2 separate regions of the Gossypium hirsutum genome follow, and region 1 is linked to region 2. A link is a contact called in public Hi-C data. All regions are on one chromosome and are shown on one strand. The core of a region is the stretch at or near the end of the contact, and the rest is flanking DNA. Distances in the headings are between cores, read along the strand shown. Region 1 holds the start of LOC107934060 (transcription factor WER). Region 2 holds the start of LOC107934057 (2-oxoglutarate-Fe(II) type oxidoreductase hxnY).

Region 1 (5,400 bases), core at 604-3,103, 160 kb after region 2:
CTCGTTTCTCCAACTGTCAGCAAACACGACTTCAACCCAACATGCATTTTTTAACTTGAAATCGAGTTAACCTTAAGGGATGAGTTGTCAATCCCGATAATTAGGAAAAATATGAATACCGATTGGAATGATTTTTAGTACGAATACTTATCTCATGATTCCTGACCGGAAAGAACACCGGCCTAAAACTAAGATGGAATTTAGTAAAGCATGAAAGTGTACTTGGAGAGTAATCGAACCAAATTTGGAAAGGCAAGAAAAAATCAAAGGAAAGTAGCAAAATCTCACGCCAATTTGAAAAATAAAATATATAGTTCTATTCCAAATTGAAGTAGGAGTACAGAATTAATTGATTGTTTTCCAAAGAACACTAAGGCCCTATTTATATACATAGAATTTACTAGTTTTGGCTTTAACTAATTTAATATAAAATCAAAATAAAATAAAAAATAAAATAGAAATTTCTATTTTGGCTTTTTACAAAGTCAAAAATTCTAATGAGTCATTGGCTTTTTTCATATTTTTGATTCGGCATCATTTTGTTGATTTTGTTTTAATTTGGTCCTCTTCTGCTCATGCTCATTTCTATTTTTGGCTTTTTACAAAGTCAAAAATTCTAATGAGTCCTTGGCTTTCTCCATATTTTTTATTCGGCATCATTTTGTTGATTTTGTTTTAATTTGGTCCTTTTCTGCTCATTTTTATCTCTTAGCGTCCCAATTGCATTCCTGACAGGATTAAAACATAAAAAGTACTAATTAGTAGGGATCAAGTCAAAAATATACCGAATTAAACACAAAATAACATGCAAATTAATATGTTATCAGACCATTTCGTTGAAGAAATGTTCTCTTTTAAATACAAGTTTTGAAAAGTTAGGGCACTATGTTCGTGAAAATCAAACTCGAGTTAGTTTTGATTTGGCAGTGCACAAGTCGACTTGTTAATTCCCTGCACAGATTCGACTTGGTTAATTTCCTGCATAGTTCAAGATAGGCCTGTGGTGGACTTTAACAAAGATGGCATTGTAGAAATATGAGTCAATGTGGATATTTGTTAAGTATGTCTCATATTTCAATTAAATTTGAGAGATATTCTCCTAGTTAAACTCTGTTTATTTATTTCAATCGAACTCTAATTAATTTAGATTATTTTATTATTTAACCTATGAATTTAGCCTATAAATAGGCTCCTTTACAACCTTAGAAAAACCCATTAAAATATTAGAACTCATAACACATTTGGAGAATTTTGTATTTACGTTTTGAGGGTTCTTTATTTTCGAGTTTCGTGATTTAGTTTTTATCTCCATCTTTTGTACTCTTTGTTCGTTTGTCATTATAGTAAAATTATCTTTGCCAGTGGTTTTTTATCCTCTTTAGAGGGTTTTTTCACGTTAAATTTGTATATTTAATTTCTTAATTTCTTCCGTTATTTTTTTTTACTTGCTCGTTACTTAATCAAGTCAATCCCCAACAAATATTTTATTTATTTTTTAATAATAAAACAGCTTTTGAGCCGGCTGGGTCTAAAACGGGCCTGAACTTTAAAAAAATTGAAACTAAGCTTTAGCCCGGCCCAACCTATTAATTTTAACCAAAATTGTATTTGCATGTAGTTGTTGAGAATTGGGTTTTGGTCCGGCCTGTCCAAAACTGAAACATCGGTCAGCTTTACCAAGTGAATCCAACTTATTTTACCATAACTCTTTTTGTTTTCTTTTTCAGAATGAATCAGAGAATAAAACAAACTAAAAATTCCACAAGGGTTGGTACTGCCACGTTGACAAAGTCCAAACAGAACTGGTAGTTGAGAGCGTATATGTTAGGCTTGCCAAGAAGGGTAGATATCTAGGACTCACTCACTGACCATTCAATTCTCTGCTTCATTAACCGCCAAACTCTCTCCATGTTTTTATACTCATTCACTTCCCTTCCCTTGTTTCTCACTAATCATCTCTGTCTTCCCTTCTCACTCTTTGCCTCTTCTCACTGTTGGCTAATAATGGCTCCAAAGAAGGATGGAGTGAGCAAAAGGGTTTTTAACAAAGGTTCTTGGACAGCTGAGGAAGATAGAAGATTGGCTAAATATATTGAGATTCATGGCGCAAAGAGATGGAAAACAATCGCCATTAAATCAGGTAATTTACTTTCTGTTGAAGAGAAACTCCATTTTTTGGAGCATTGGAATTAACGGGTTATTTTGTTTTGATGTATAGGTTTGAATCGATGCGGCAAGAGTTGCAGGTTGAGATGGTTGAACTACTTGAGACCTAACATTAAGAGAGGCAACATATCAGATGAAGAAGAGGACTTAATTATTAGGCTTCATAAACTGCTGGGGAACAGGTGGTCTTTGATTGCTGGGAGACTTCCAGGGCGAACAGACAATGAAATTAAGAACTACTGGAATTCCCATTTGAGCAAGAAAATAATAAACCATGATGTCAGAACAGAACAAACTTCCTCCTCGGAACAAATTGTGCCTCACAAAGCATGGGAAACTGTCCAGATGGAAGAAGAAGAGGTAGTAAAAGGAAGTGATGAAATTGAAAACTCTGAATTCAGCATTGATGTGGACGAATTCTTTGACTTCACAACGGAAGGTTGCTTTAGTTTGGATTGGGTGAATAAGTTCCTTGAACTTGATGATCAACAGGATCCATTAGCAATGGTATAATAAGTTTGTAATTAACATGTTTCCTTGGATAAATAAATAAAGAGATGTTCTGAGTCTAAATTTCTAGGCTATAACCAAATGTTTCTTGGCCTAACTTTTGAAGCGAAGAAAAAAACAACAATTATTGGTGAGTAGATTTCTTGAATCAATTTTCAGTTGATTTGCTCCAAGAATTTTGAGACCAAAAGGGTTTTAAAAGGTCAACGTCAAATATAATTGGTCGAGGTACTTAGCTACTGAAATTCACATATTTATGTGGTGTTTGAACTTTATTTATGTCATGATTGAGTCGAAGATATTTCTATTTATACAGTTATTGATAATTTGTGTTTTACAAATTTTAACATGTTGGTATATTCATATCATGTCATATACACTCTGTATCAACAATACACATTCTGGCATAGCATCTGCCTTACTGTATCCAGCTCCAAACACTGATATCTGAACATGGGTGATGGGACCAGCTCCTTAGGCAATAAAAGCCTTCAAATAGTGTCAGCTGATGCCTTCTGCTTAGTCACTAGTTTTGGCCCTTTGGAGCTATCCATCTTTGTTGCAAAATGTTCCAATTTATCAAAGCTAGCTAGGACTGAGGAATTTGGATTTGGTTCAGCCTGTTATACCATATAGAATGGAGTATCATGTGGAACAGATCATATCTCATTGGATTTGGATTCCATAGAAAATGCTTCTGCACCATCTTCACATTCATTAACATTTGCAGGTACCTTTTCAATGGAATAGCCAAGAGAATTTCCTTTAGTTTCGGAATATCGATTTCAGCCACAGTCACAGAAAATGCATTCCACTCTAGGACTTCACTTAAAGGTAGGACAAAGTTGTCTGCAATAATCACTGGCACGCACTCGTAATATATAGCCTCCACAATCCGAGGGCTGTTCACTTCATATCCCATAGGGCATATACAATATTTACTCGATTTCATATGCCGAACATAACTCATGCTTTTAGAAACTCGACGCGATAAAGGACCATAGATTCTCATGTCTGCATCTTTGTTTAGCCAATGCTTGAGAAGTTTGGGACGGACCCTTCCATGCATTTTTCCAGCAAAGAAAGGAAGGATCGGGCGCTGCGAAACTCGGATCCCACCACCGATATTTCTAAGAGGTTTACTGGCAATTCTTATGGCAGTTTCTGGTAAAGAAACATCCTTTCCAGCAACGAAATTCTCTTTCAGGTCAGCATTGCATAGAGCTTTTATGGCGTTATCTTTTAGTTCCACATGCTCCGTGGTTATGAAAGGACCCTGCTAATGGTTAAGATGCAGGTTAGAGGAGATTTTGAAGTTCCACATGCATGTACATATATAAAAATGATCTGTTTGTTGAGGTCCAGTAAAGGTGGTCACTGTCTGCAAAACAAAGAACGGAGCACCACAGCTGGGGCTCGGTTCTTTGTTTTGCAGGCGCTCCGACTGCCCAAACAATGACCATGTTCAGTAGATGATTGAAGAAGAAAGCAGACAACTGTACCCAATCATGGCAAGCAACAAGAAAATGATCAGATCCATGTGTACGGTTCCAAAAGGGATACTTTGAGGCTATCATGTTCACATAGTCCCTTAGGAACTTTGAAAGTGGTCTGAGATTATGCGAGTTCCGGACATAAAGTGCCAACTCTAGCTGGCGTGAACTATATGGCAGATAAAATAAATGAGCCCTTTCTGGTTCTTTTGTAACAAATTCCCTGTTTGCCTCCATTAACTTCATAAACCATCCTTCAGAAGCATAAATACCATTTAAACGAGGTTGATGAAAAATGGGCTTCTTTCCATCACGGTAAATATAGACTTTAAGTATCATCTCCATCAACTCGTAGCTCCTAATAGTTTAAGACAAGAAATTTGAATTTCTATACATTATTACCATAAGAACACAGTTGCTGTTATGAAATGAATGTACCATACCTTTTGAAAATCGAAATATTTCGAAATACCGGAGCGTACAGATAAGAGTCATTGCCTACGTTCCCGACTAATGGTGCATGCTCGATTTCCCTTTTAGCATAAAGAAGAGCCTCATGAGATGATAATGACTGAAGGTATCTCTGAATCAGAAGTCATGACACTATAGTTTAGATTATCAATACCATCTGTTGATCATACTTTTATAAAACAGCTCTAAGATCTTCACCTGTAAGTGACGGGGCACCGATCTACGAGGGGGAGGATGTACAACCTTTAGTACATCAATCGTTTTCCTCCTGTTTTGCCTCATACGAAGAACTCTAGCGCTTTCTTTAGCTTCGATAGATGAATTCAGTGAAACAAAGGGAGCACTTGTAACCAGCTGAGATTTATCCAACCTTGCCTCTGTCAAGTTCTTGCTAAAATGCATGGTACCATTCGGAGATTCGGACCGGCTGTTCCGGTGATAAGCAAGTAAAAAGGTTGGGAGTATTATCCCAGCTATTGACATAACTGCACCGGCAAGAAACAACTTTCTCCAGTCGATTTTGCGCCATGCGAAACGCCGGATTAGTTCTTTAAACAGAGCTAGGGAAACATGCTTCAATTGTTTCCTTAGTTCATTGTATATGATGATTTCTTCAAACTTGCCTTGGCCTTAACAAAAACAGATCCCTCAAGATTGGTAATTTCAGCCATTTGGTTCCATGAGAAACATATACACTTGAATATTACAGCATACCTGAGTTTTGGATCAAAGCTGGACTTTGTTCCTGTCCCGTCGGATG
Region 2 (5,617 bases), core at 1,777-4,276:
GGCTTCAGGTATGTTCCTTGTTAAAAACATGCAAACCTTAAATTTTTTATTTCGACCCAACATCTGTTTCACCTTTCTGAAAGCAGATTTGCAGGGAGAAATCCAAACAACCTCAGGTTTGGGAGGATGTGCCAAGCATAAGTGGGTGAGTATTAGTGATGGCAGATTGTACATATCATCATTGAAACAAAAGTACTGAACATTGGATGTGAACCTGTAGGGCATTCGTTGTTAACATTGGGGACATGATGGAGAGGTGGACCAATTGTTTGTTCAGGTTGTTTGTTATCGCAAAGCTTTCAATGCTTTTCTTGGAGCGCTTGTAAAACAATAACGTCAGCTTCTTTGTATCTCTAATTCTGTGTCATGCATTTGCAGGTCAACACTGCATAGAGTGCTGCCACCTAGACAAGAACGTTACTCCGTAATGATTCACCCTTTTGCTGTTTATGCATAACAGTTCCATTTTTTTGGAAAGTTCAATTATGTTAGGAAATAGGAGCAGTTTGTTGAATGTCCTTTCCACTTCGAAATCTTCATGTCAAATGATATTATCTGTTCATAAACTGATTATTTGATGAGGGTGCAAAAGATTGAAATTTATTCACTAGTCATTGCACATTGTTTATTCTATACCTCTTCAACTGAAGAGGGGGGACTCTCTATTCTATAATTGTTTTGCAAACATTTCAGGTGGCATTCTTCATGGATCCTGGTAAAGACTGTATCGTGGAATGTTTGGAAAGCTGTTGCAGTGAGGCTTGCCCGCCAAGGTATTGATTCAACTGGTGATTTCTATTTTTATGATTCAATTAAAGTTAAAACAACCTATCAAATAGAACATCGATTCAACTGGTGTTTTGTTAACTACAACAGAAAGAAGAGTAAGACCTACCTTCTCTTGCTCTTTTATATTTCCTGCTATATTGCACAGACTCTGGTATGTTTTGATTTTTTCTATGTTCTTTTTCCCACAACCGGAAGGTCCTTGAATGGTTATATCCCCATAACAATGTCCAAATATGAATCCTTAAAGAAAAATATTAAATCAGAGCAACATGAATTGGGTATATGTTTATGATCAGTGACAGAGTTGATACGTTTTGATGGTTACATGCAGATTCCCACCCATAAAAGCATCGGACTACCTGGAAGAGCGCTTTAGACTTACATATGTCAAGTAGTTGAAGTTATGCATCATTCCAAGCTCACTTGTGCTGAAGGAATTGCAAACATTGTTGATTTGGCTTGTTATATATTTTTATCTATATATATTGGTACCAAGTTCATTGCAATTTGGTTTGAGTTGCGTATTGAATATGTGTAAAAGGAGATTTGATTCTAAGAATCTTGGTGGTGTTGAGGATAAAATGGCAGAAGTTGAAGAAGATTGTTATGGACAAATCCCATTTGCTGTTCACCATGTGAAAACGAGGAATGGAATTATATTTATAAAATGAAAAGTCATCCATTTTAGTCACTGATAAGTAGAAGGTGTTCATATTGCAACTTTGTATGCATGAAATTATTGCTATCAACAATTTTTTGGCAACTGCTAAACCAAATTCATTTCTTTTGAGCAAAAACAAGGGTGCTTTTATTATTTGAAAATTATGGATTTAATCTTAATAATTTTATGGAAATTTTTCTCCAGTGGAATCAAATCTTTAAAAAAATAAAATAAAATAAAAACTCCCCCATTTATTCTAAAATCTAGTTGTGTCAGCTAATTAAGTTTATATGGTAGGTAAGAAAAATCAAGGTGTCTCAATCTAGTTCAGTTGATTGTAAGAAAAGTATAAAGGAGGTGTGGCAAACAATAAAATTTTCAAAACTACAATTAATTAGGACCAAAAAAAGGAATTAAATTCCTTCATTTTTCGTGGTTAACAGATGATAAAGGATGGCGGCCGTTGATATGGGTTGCCGTGCATGATGGCCCCTTTGTTTCAACGATGTGATTAGATTTGTACACGTGCCTTCTCTTTGAGCCAGACAGACAAAGACATTGGACAACGTTTTGTGTTTACATTTCTTTTAGGCCAGGCTAGGTGTCCTTTATGATCCTGTAACAATCTCTAAAAATATTAGAGAGTTAGAATACTATTTTAGAAGTAAAAAATTAAAATTTAAAGGGACGAAAGTGATAAGATTAAAGATACAAGGTAAGTAGTTTAAGAATTTTACTTGATTTTATTTTATTTTCGGTACAGAGTATGTTAAATAGTTGGATTAAATATGTTTGTGTAAATATTATGCATGAAATCAAATTAGTATATTAAAGTAATAGAAATAATGATCAAATTGTAAAGTAAACAAAATAAGTTATGTGAAGTGGAATACTAATGAGATTACAAACGATGCATGTTGAAATAATGATTAGATTAAAAGTGATGGTGTTGATTACGGGTGAAGTCAGAGAATTTTTTTAGTCGGGACTAAAATTAAATTTTAACTTTTAACAATTTATATATTTATTATTTTTTAAAGGATTAAATTAAATTTTTATACTTTTTAAAGGGGTAGAGTATAATTTTACTTTTACTAATTTAAATTTTCTAAAGGACTTTAATGAATAATTTTTTATTTTTGGGGTGAGGCCCTGCAAATTTTGGGGTGGGAACAAATAGAAGTAGATTTATTCGAGTTGTCCAATTTTACGATTTATTTTTAAAAAGTGTATAAAAAGTACATTAAAATTTTAGTGAACCATTAGTGAGTGATTATAATTTGAATCGATAAGAGAAGAAAAAAAAAAGAAAAGAATGGGAGCTTGAAGAACTAGATTAGCTTAACTAATCAAATTTGGAGTCATTTAAAGTATTAATTCATAAAAAAAGTCTGACTTGCTGATTCACTGAATTTATTAATTTACTGTTAAATTGATTCAACTAGTAATTCGACTGATTTTTTTATTTTTAATATTTTTTAAATTTTTATAATTTTTATAATTTTTTAATAATTTATTTAATTAAATCCGAAATAAATAGATTAAAAATTCATAATGTAATCAGATTGATTACGTATCAAAATCTAAAAACTATGAATGCGATATTAATGTTTTGACATAATACATATAAAAAAAATTGTCATTTTTCAATTGATTTAACAGTTATATTTAAAAAATAAAAAAATAAGAATAAAAATGGACCAAATTGGGGTACAGGATTGAATTTCAAAGCGAAGTGAACAGCAGAAACCACGAAACAAAGAAAAATGTCTAACGCCCTTCAACTTCCGATCATTGACTTGGCATCACCAGATCGCTTCTCCACCGCCAACTCTATCCGTAAGGTTCGTCTTTTTATTTCTTCTTTACCCTTTTACTTTGCCAATATTCAATCTTTAGGCAGTTTCAGTTCGGGTCTATTGATTGTAATATAAAGACACTGGTTTTAGAACCAAAGCAATCTCTTTTCCATGCAATTTGTAACTCTTTCCAAAAGAAAAAAAAGTTTTTAAACTTATGGGTTTTTAGCAGGCATGCATTGACCACGGTTTCTTTTACCTCGTGAATCATGGGGTCGATGAAGAATTGGTTAAGAAAGTTTTTGAGCAGAGTAGCAACTTCTTTTCATTCCCAATTGAAGAGAAGATGAAGTTAGCTATCAAGAATCACAGAGGTTATACAGCACTTTATGCTGAAAAACTTGATACTACTTTAACTACCAAAGGTATTTCTATCTATTTTAATTATTTAAACTTCCCTTTTCCTTTTCCTTTTTTTAATGTTTAACATTCTTCCTAAGTTGCATGTTCAATGACTATTTATCAACGACTTTGATTTGAGATGCTAGAGGGTTTATTCAAGATTTTCCAATACACCCATTTCAGTAGCGAAATTTTTCTTTCCTAATTCCTTTCTGGTTTACTGTAAAGATCATTTGAGGTCAGATTGATCACTTTCGATTGCTTGAACAACAGGTGACTCTAAAGAAACTTTCTATCTTGGTCCACTAGCTGATGGCCTCAATCAATGGCCTTTAGAAGGTATGTATGATTATCTTATTATACAAAACATCTTGTAGTAGTTTCTTCATATAAGAAGTTTAATTGAGTTATACTCAAGATGTTGTTTTGTCTTGGAAATTGCAGAAGATCTACCATCTTGGAGAAGCGCAATGGAGACTTATCATCAAAAAGTGCTGTGAGTCCCTGCTATTAGTTCACATATTGGTATTTATGGTTTCTGCAAAGAGTTTCTATTATAAATTTATAGATATACTCAACCTTTTTCTAGATTCCTTTGTCATCCCAGTTCATAACTTACTTTGAAGTTCTGAATTCAACTCTATCTTGCTTGGAAAACTATACAATGACAGTCAGCCACCTGTGAAAGGTTTAAGTGGTGCTACATTTGCTTCCTTAGGTCTGCTGGGACTAAATTACTCTCCTTAATTGCCCTGTCCCTTAAATTAGATGAAGACTTCTTCTGGAAAGTGGGTGCCCTTAATGAACAAGTAGGAGTTATTCGTTTATTACATTATCCAGGCTCAGGTATGGTAACACTACTTGGCTTCTTTATATTTGTTGAAATCTTTGATTGATATGAAGTTTTTATGGAGCACTTGTATCTAAAGCTTTCCATTGGAGTGAAGAAATATATAGATAGAAAAGATGATGTGCCTCTTAATTTTGATGTTAGGGGACTCGGACTCTTCAAGTGAAGAAATATATGGTGCTTCTGCTCATTCAGATTATGGAATGATCACTCTTCTGATGACGGATGGTGTTCCGGGGCTTCAGGTATGTTCCTTGTTAAAAACATGCGAACCTCAAATTTTTTATCTCGACCCAACATCAGTTTCACCTTTCTGAAAGCAGATTTGCAGGGAGAAATCCAAACAACCACAGGTTTGGGAGGATGTGCCAAGCATAAGTGGGTGAGTATTAGTGATGGCAGATTGTACATATCATCATTAAAACAAAAGTACCTAAATTGGATGTGAACCTGTAGGGCATTCATTGTTAACATTGGGGACATGATGGAGAGGTGGACCAATTGTTTGTTCAGGTTGTTTGTTATCGCAAAGCTTTCGATGCTTTTCTTGGAGGGCTTGTAAAACAATAATGTCAGCTTCTTTGTATCTCTAATACTGTGTCATGCATTTGCAGGTCAACACTGCATAGAGTGCTGCCACCTAGACAAGAACGTTACTCCGTAATGATTCACCCTTTTGCTGTTTATGCAGAACAGTTCCATTTTTTTGGAAAGTTCAACTATGTTAGGAAATAGGAACAGTTTGTTGAATGTCCTTTTGATTTCGAAATCTTCATGTTGAATGATATTATCTGTTCATAATCTGATTATTTGATGAGGGTGCAAAAGATTGAAATGTATTCACCAGTCATTGCACATTGTTTATTCTATACCTCTTCAATTGAAGAGGGGGGACTTTCTATTCTATAATTATTTTGCAAACATTTCAGGTGGCATTCTTCATGGATCCTGGTAAAGACTGTATCGTGGAATGTTTGGAAAGCTGTTGCAGTGAGGCTTGCCCGCCAAGGTATTGATTCAACCGGTGATTTCTATTTTTATGATTTGATTAAAGTTAAAACAACCTATCAAATAGAACATCGATTCAACTGGTGTTCTGTTAAACTACAACAGAAA

The links. A called contact is a pair of places that touch in the nucleus more often than the background predicts.
Region 1: a contact with region 2 is called in a Hi-C map of leaf, with 2.2 times the contacts expected there. The contact joins the promoter of LOC107934060 here to the promoter of LOC107934057 in region 2. A contact is called at or near these places in 3 of 34 Hi-C or Micro-C datasets (all in leaf).

Annotation. Positions count from the first base shown.
Region 1 is chrA08:114,757,110-114,762,509 of Gossypium_hirsutum_v2.1, forward strand. LOC107934060 (transcription factor WER) reads left to right here and starts at 1,854. Exons shown (of 2, transcript XM_016866407.2): 1 at 1,854-2,140; 2 at 2,219-2,739. The coding sequence starts at 1,909. The coding sequence ends at 2,679. LOC107934080 (probable glycosyltransferase At5g03795) reads right to left here. Exons shown (of 5, transcript XM_041074847.1): 1 at 5,355-5,400; 2 at 4,839-5,269; 3 at 4,613-4,752; 4 at 4,179-4,527; 5 at 2,880-3,952. The coding sequence ends at 3,266.
Region 2 is chrA08:114,591,413-114,597,029 of Gossypium_hirsutum_v2.1, forward strand. LOC107934057 (2-oxoglutarate-Fe(II) type oxidoreductase hxnY) reads left to right here and starts at 3,027. Exons shown (of 11, transcript XM_016866403.2): 1 at 3,027-3,294; 2 at 3,482-3,674; 3 at 3,925-3,990; 4 at 4,096-4,147; 5 at 4,370-4,497; 6 at 4,646-4,746; 7 at 4,822-4,883; 8 at 4,958-5,014; 9 at 5,116-5,161; 10 at 5,431-5,510. The coding sequence starts at 3,217. It also overlaps the pseudogene LOC107934066.